Regions from separate parts of the Zea mays genome. Here region 2 is linked to region 1. A link is a contact called in public Hi-C data. All regions are on one chromosome and are shown on one strand. The core of a region is the stretch at or near the end of the contact, and the rest is flanking DNA. Distances in the headings are between cores, read along the strand shown. Region 1 holds the start of UGT708A6 (UDP-glycosyltransferase 708A6). Region 2 holds the start of LOC100194230 (Adenine nucleotide alpha hydrolase-like superfamily protein).

Region 1 (3,443 bases), core at 639-3,138:
CGGCGCGGCCCGACTGAAGACGTCAGCGGTGGTTGGACTGCTGGCTGGTGCCGAGGGCGGAGACGCCGGTGGCTGGCCCGGTTGGGGCCGGCGGCAGATGGGGCGACGGCTCGGTCGGTAGAGAACGGGGCGGCCGCGCGTGGATGCCGAGAGCGTGGAGGCATCGCGCGGTGAAAGAAACGAGTGCGTGGAAGAGAAAAGATTGAATTAGATAGGGTTCAAAGCTTAATTTTCGGCGGCTTTAAGCAAAGACCAACCTAAAAATAAGCAGCCGGCTAGGAAGAGGCCGGCGAAAATAACTCTAGCAACCGAAAATGATCTACAGTCAGCGTCACAGGAACCAAGTATCTGTTACAGGCTCGCAGAAATCAGTCGAGCCTACTTACGCTCCGCGTCCCGACACCGCTGAACGAATTCCTCTAAGCTCTGGTAGCTCGTGCCGCACTTGGCTATTGCCGCGGCGGCGGCGTCGCCGACCTTCGCTGCCTTTTCCGCCACCGCATCATACCCCATCATGCCTTTTATCTTCTTAGCCACCTCCTTTCGAGTCGTCAGCCCTTCCTCTCCATCCCAGGTCCACCCCTCCTCCCACGCGCCCAGCCCGCTGCGCGCCACCAGTGCGGCGTTGACGCGCTGGTCGCCGAACCTCGGCCACGCTAGCACCGGCACACCGAACGCCGCTGCCTCCGTCAACGAGTTCCACCCGCAGTGACTGATGAATAGGCCGACGGAACCGTGCTGCAGGATCTCCTCTTGCTCCACCCACCCCATGGTAACGAACGCGCGCCCCTGCACTCGCTCGAGGAACCCGTCACCAAGCAGGCCGCCGAGGTCGGCGGTGTCGTCCCGGTCCACGATGGTGCTCTTCACCACCCACAGGAACCGTTTGCCGCTGGCCTCGAGCCCGGCTGCGAGCTCCCGGAGCTGGTCCCTCGGTATGGCCTTACGGCTGCCGAAGCTGACGTAGACCACAGACCGTGGCGGCTGCGCGCTGAGCCATCTCATGTAATCCGCCGTCTCCTCCGCCTGAAATCTCACCGGAAGCATGGGCCCCACGGTGAACACAGGCGGGAAGCCGCCGGAGACAGTAATGGAGCCTTGGCGCAGGGCCGTAACGGCGTCCGGCTCAAAGGCGTCGAACGTGTTGACAAGGATGCCGTCACAGGCCACGAGGCAGCGACCGTTGGCGACGAACTGTTGGGTGAAGAGATGGTCGGGGTCGTGCAGCGCCTGCGGGACGGATGACTTTGGGATCCGGAACACGCCGGGGATGTCGACATTGCCGACGCCCACGCCCACGCTGCCGGCGGCGGCGTGGGCGTCGAGGTAGGCGGGGAAATAGGCGCATAGGGAGAGCATCGCGGCAGAGGACGTGAAGAGGACGTAGCACGGGACGCCCCGCTCCCTGGCGACGGGCAGGGCGACGGACGCCAGAACGATGTCCGTGACGAGCGCGGACGCCTCGGCGGCGTCGAGGAGCGGGCCGAGCAGCGGCGCGGACCGGCGCGTGGCCTCGAAGCGGAGGAAGAAAGGGTCGGCGCCCGGGAACTCGGACTCGTCGAACGGCGCCAGGCGGAAGTCGAGCCGGCGGACGGCCGGGGCCGCGGCGACGAAGAGCGCGTCGAGGAGCCTGGACTCCGCCGACGACACGGTGGGCTGCACCGCGGCCACGGACACGTTGCAGCCGTGTCCCTCCGACAGCGCCACCGCCAGGCGGGCGAACGGGACCAGGTGGCCCATGCCGGCGCTAGGGAGCAGGACAACGTGCGGTCTAGCGCTCGTGTGGTCACCGCCGTTGGCCGCCATCGCCGATGGGGCCCCGGGTTAAAGTAATAACTGCGACCTGCCTCCGGCGTGACAGACCAACAGTGGTAGCTAGTACGTATGCAATAAACCTACACGGAGCGAGAGCGATGCACGGTCCTGCGAGCCATTAAATAACGAGGGCGCTACCGAAGCTCCACCGCACGATGCAACAACCACGGCGGCCGCGCGCTGTCGCGCTGCCGTCCCTTCGTTTTCCTGCTGTTGGCCTGTCCTGTTTCTGCGTCATGTAGTACAGTACAGTACAGATGGCTCGTCGAAAGAGACATGCATGGTGTCTGCCGACCAGAATGTAGATACTGCAGGGCCGCTCCGGCTGCACCGCGATCCGCGACAGAAGCCGGAGACGAAGATCGACGGAGGCGGAGCAGGAGCACTTTGCCTTTGTGCGTAGATAGCTCTGGCGCTTCGGTCCTTTGGTCTGGCTCCATGTATTGGTATAGAAGGAACAAGAAACACCGGCGCCGGCAACATGTACTTGTATTCAGTCAGATACCGTCGCCTGTATAGAAACTAGGAGTATATACAAGAAATAAAGGAAAACAAGAATGCACGACGCACAAAATAAACGGGCCTATAAGCACAGAGCGTGCCGGCGATAGAGCGGAGGACTCCGTGAGGGCCGGCCGGGCGATCGCCGGAGGGGAGGTCGGCACTGCACACCTATACTAGCTCGCTGCTTGGGACTTGGGAGGCAGGCGCGCTGGCGAAGTGGCTGTGCTTGCAGTCTGCCTCCTCGTACGTGATTGAACAGATGCAGCTAACAAAAGGTGGGACGCCACGCGCTGTCCACCGCAGGATACAACCACCACGCTGTCCACGCAAGCCTCAACTCTCAACCAATAGTTTCACCAAAAAAAAAAAAAAACAAACAGAACTCTCAACGAATAATAATCGTTTCACGTTTTTCACGTGCTTTCCGGAGATGATGTTGTAGGATACTCCGAGCCAATCTAAAGATGCTGTTTGATTACGCGGGGATCACTAAAATTCAGCTGTCTGATTTTTTTAGACGATGATTATTGCATATATTTTATAGAATTACAGATTTGGTTCATTGCACTTTTTGTAGTTATAGTTTGCATTTTTTTTTGTTTTGAAGATAAAAAAACTTATCAAATAAAACTAATCAAAGAAACCTGCACCATATAACTATATATAAATTAATTCCCATCCGAGATTAAACTAATTTTTAATATACAATATATTTAGAGAACAGGAGCCTACATGTGATTATATATATATATATATATATATATATATATATATATATATATATATATATATATATATATATATATATATATATATATATATATATATATATATATATATATATATATATAAACTCGAAGTTGCCTATATATACAAGGACTGATCAAATTAGAAGATTCGATTATATCATGAGAGCTAATCTCCGTTGTCAATTCCTTTTCAATATAATACAGATGACCATGTAACTTCGCCGAGAATCACCTCCTTTGTTTTTGTTAGCCAACTCCTCATATCATATGCCAACCTCCCTTGGTGCGGTGAATCAAGAAGCTATAGGATCCTCGGCTCTAGGAATGCATGATCGTGGAACACTAATTTCTCTACACTATATATATGCCTTATGA
Region 2 (3,443 bases), core at 479-2,978, 170 kb after region 1:
TGGTTAGGAGTAGGGATGTAGGGACCGATGAAGCGTTATATATGTGAGGAGAAGCGAGAACACGAGCACGAGCGTGAATTCACTGTGACCGGTGTCATAGTATCCGCACGGGTGGTGAGCACCACCATGGGTGGCCAACTAGAAGAGAGGAAGGGAAGGGGGGGCGTCCGACACCTCGCTATAGGGCCTAGGACAACATGAAGCGACACGCAGAGGCTGACATGCGAGCCGAGAAGAGAAAAAAGTTTAAAATTCAAAACTTTAAAATCAGTTGCTATAAACTTTACCTAAAAATAAGCATTAGAAAGGTAAAATAAGAGGATCCCGTATCCGTCAAGAACATCCACATAGCTATTTTAGTTTGATCGCAACTTAAAAGGACAAAAAACGCTCAATTTCGAATCTTGTACGAATTTTTAGGTTGATCAAATAATTCCTAAAAACTGAGCAAAATTTTTTTTGTGAAAATCATGTTTTGTCATTGAGTATTTTTTAATGTAACAAAGCACATCAAAAGCCACATTGTAAAAATTCTGAATTACTAACTATAACGACGCTCATTTTTTTATGCTAACGATAACTGTAATGGTCTAGACGTACGTAGGATAAAGAGGTTTAGTAATTGGCTTTTATCATAAATATAGCAGCTAGGACAAGAATGCCGCGCAAGTCTGTCCCAAGGGCGGGCACATAGGAGGCTGGAGAGGGCCCAAAAGCTAGCGGTCTGTGTAGTACAACGCGTATAGAACAAGCCCACTCCTCAGAGCCCATTGGGCCTGTACCGACCCCGAACAAACAAGAAGTAGGTCCCGCCAGGGCCTCATCCAGAAACACAACACAGCCCATTGGTGCGTTGGCTAAGAATACAGCCCAGGTATGCTACGCAGGCTGCCTCGGCGAGGTGTCCGGCGAACGGTTCAACGATGCCGTGTGGTGCCATGCCACAGCCTGATCCGCGAGCATATTCCACTCCCGGTCCACGCCTTGCACAATCAATCAATCATCATCATCTATGTGTAAATATATATATGTGCATGCATTACTATTACTATTCTTAACACAATGGGCGATGTTCCTATATATATATTCTACGTGCCCCAGCGTCAGAACTAATAAACCATCCATTTCTTTGTACCAGTCATCAACTGCATGAGCGAGGACATCTTTTGGTACGGTGGAGATGGAGGACAATCGCCCAATCTGTTACAAGTGTGTTGTGCTTGTGCCTAGGCAAGCTGGCCTTGCTAGTAAAGATCGGATACTAGTTGTTTCAAAAGTATGATCTGCACTATAGAGTGTACTGTTCGCAGAGTTTGTTTGAATATGAGTATGAGTAAGCTGCTGAAGGTAGTCTTAGGGATTGTTGCTGAAGGTAGTCTTAGGGATTGTTTATGAGCAGTCTGTTGTAGGTTCAGTTTTTTTAGGAATTTTTTAACAACAACCTCAATAAAACGCTTTAGGAAATAAATTTTTAGTGTTCTTTTGAAGTTGCTCATCATAATATCAGTAGGATCAGATTACCATTTCACAGATGAACACATTACCAGCGCAGCCAGCAGAATTTGTGTACAAACCTTTGCTAGCTGCAGGACCCAGCGACCGAACAAGAACAACAGTATATACCTCGAAAATATCACAAGAATAACATCCCAGCCCAGAGCCCCAGACGACCAAATATATATATCTTCGTCCAGCACGGCCGTACACACACCGGCACCACGCGCCAGACGACGACTCCTGCTCCTGCTCGATCGTCTTCACATCCCTCTACCTCACGTCCTCACCTGGCCAGGGCCCGGCGGCCGGGTTAATCCAAGGCGCGCGCGCGTGCATGGCAGAGGCCGGTGGCGGTGGCGTCGACCAGGACGCCGGTAGCCTGCCGAGCCACACCAACGGTGTTGGCGGCGGCGGCAGCAGCACGTGGGAGATAGAGGAGCTGGAGCCGGATGACGGAAGACCGCCGCGGAGCGTCCCGGTCGCCGACGACGTGTACGTGGCGGTCGGCAGCGGCGGCTCCAGCATGGCGGCTCTGTCCTGGGCGCTGCGCCGCCTCGCCAAGCCGCGCAGCTTCGTCTACCTCGTCCACGTCTTCCCCGTCGTCACCAGCATACCCACCCCATGTGAGCCTACTACTGCTTGGTCTCTCTCCCCTCTTCTGCTTCTGCCTCATCATCTTCGTTTCTTCTACTAAATAACATGTCGTACTACTGATTTACGATTGATGATTATAACTTCATCACTAGAATAATTCAGATTGTTGCGTGTACTGATCAGTAGTGTTCCCTGACTGGGGATCCAGATCAAACTGCTTCCTCGATCCGAAATTCTAGCCCAATGTTTCCTCAAGCCCAACCTCAACATCGAAACAACTAACGCTGTAATTTGCAAACGAAGCCTTGTTTCCAAGCGATAAAAGATGTGGCCTCACGTCCGGACTAGTTTTTTTTTTTGCTCGCGTGGTTGAAACTTTCAAAGGTGTCGTCCTCACAAATTAAAGCCGGAATTTTCTTCATGGAGGCTTTTGTAAATTACATTGGGTTTAGCCCCGTCGCAGATCTGCAACAGCAAAATTCCAAGCCGTTGATGCTGACCTCGTAGCCTAGCTAGCCTAGGAGTCGTCGGAGACGCGAACAAAGCCACACATCATATCAGCATGGTGTTAGGTAGGTCCTGTGGCTCCTAATTGTAGGAGTATTTTTCTTTCTATGTTTTCTTTGGCAAACCAGTAGTAATAATGGGATCTGTTTGATCATCCCGTGAAATTATTGGGTTCTACTTCTAATCAAGCTGTTTCCATCGAAACACTTGGGTTTTAATCAGAGTCCTGTCCTGTGGGCGGTTCCATCAGACCTCACCTCACCTGGGTGAAGCACTCGGAATAAAGATAATATGCATTCATTATTTGAGATCCTGACAGCGAGTGCCAACGAGATTCGTGGACCATATATATACAGCGTACAGGAATACTGGAATGCCAAAGAAAAAAAAAAGCAGGTTTCTGAATGTGTTACTTACTGCCCATATGCTGCGTCTGACTATATATATTTAAGCAACATTCAGTTTAAGGGTTTGTTCGGTTAGCTCTCAATCCATATGGATTGAGTGAGATTGTGTGAGTTTAAATCCCAACCAAGTCAAATTTATTCTTAATTTTTTCCAATTTCATCAAATTCATGGGTAACTGGATTAACCGAACAAGCCTAAAAGGTAATAAATCCGTATTAACGAACCTGACACCGTCGTCTCGGTTTCTGAAATAGTAGGAATGATGCCTAAGAGCCAAGCAAGCCCGGAGCAGATCGAAACGTACCTGAACCAAGAGAGATCGAAGAGGCGAGACATGCTGCAGAAATTCTTGGACCAGTGCCGCGAGATTCAGGTAAGCAGCAGCCGGACCAGTTCTTGTTTCTCAAGCTCTTGCTTTGAGTTGGAGAAGAAGAAGA

The links. Hi-C and Micro-C count contacts between places; a contact is called where the count stands out from the background.
Region 2: a contact with region 1 is called in a Hi-C map of endosperm, with 2.3 times the contacts expected there. The contact joins the promoter of LOC100194230 here to the promoter of UGT708A6 in region 1. A contact is called at or near these places in 5 of 25 Hi-C or Micro-C datasets (bundle sheath, ear, endosperm and 2 more).

What each region holds. Positions count from the first base shown.
Region 1 is chr6:130,691,283-130,694,725 of Zm-B73-REFERENCE-NAM-5.0, forward strand. UGT708A6 (UDP-glycosyltransferase 708A6) reads right to left here and starts at 1,889. Exons shown (of 1, transcript NM_001139178.2): 1 at 372-1,889. The coding sequence starts at 1,806. The coding sequence ends at 379.
Region 2 is chr6:130,864,711-130,868,153 of Zm-B73-REFERENCE-NAM-5.0, forward strand. It overlaps LOC100194230 (Adenine nucleotide alpha hydrolase-like superfamily protein), which reads left to right and starts at 1,729. Exons shown (of 4, transcript NM_001359434.1): 1 at 1,729-2,120; 2 at 3,261-3,379. The coding sequence starts at 1,832.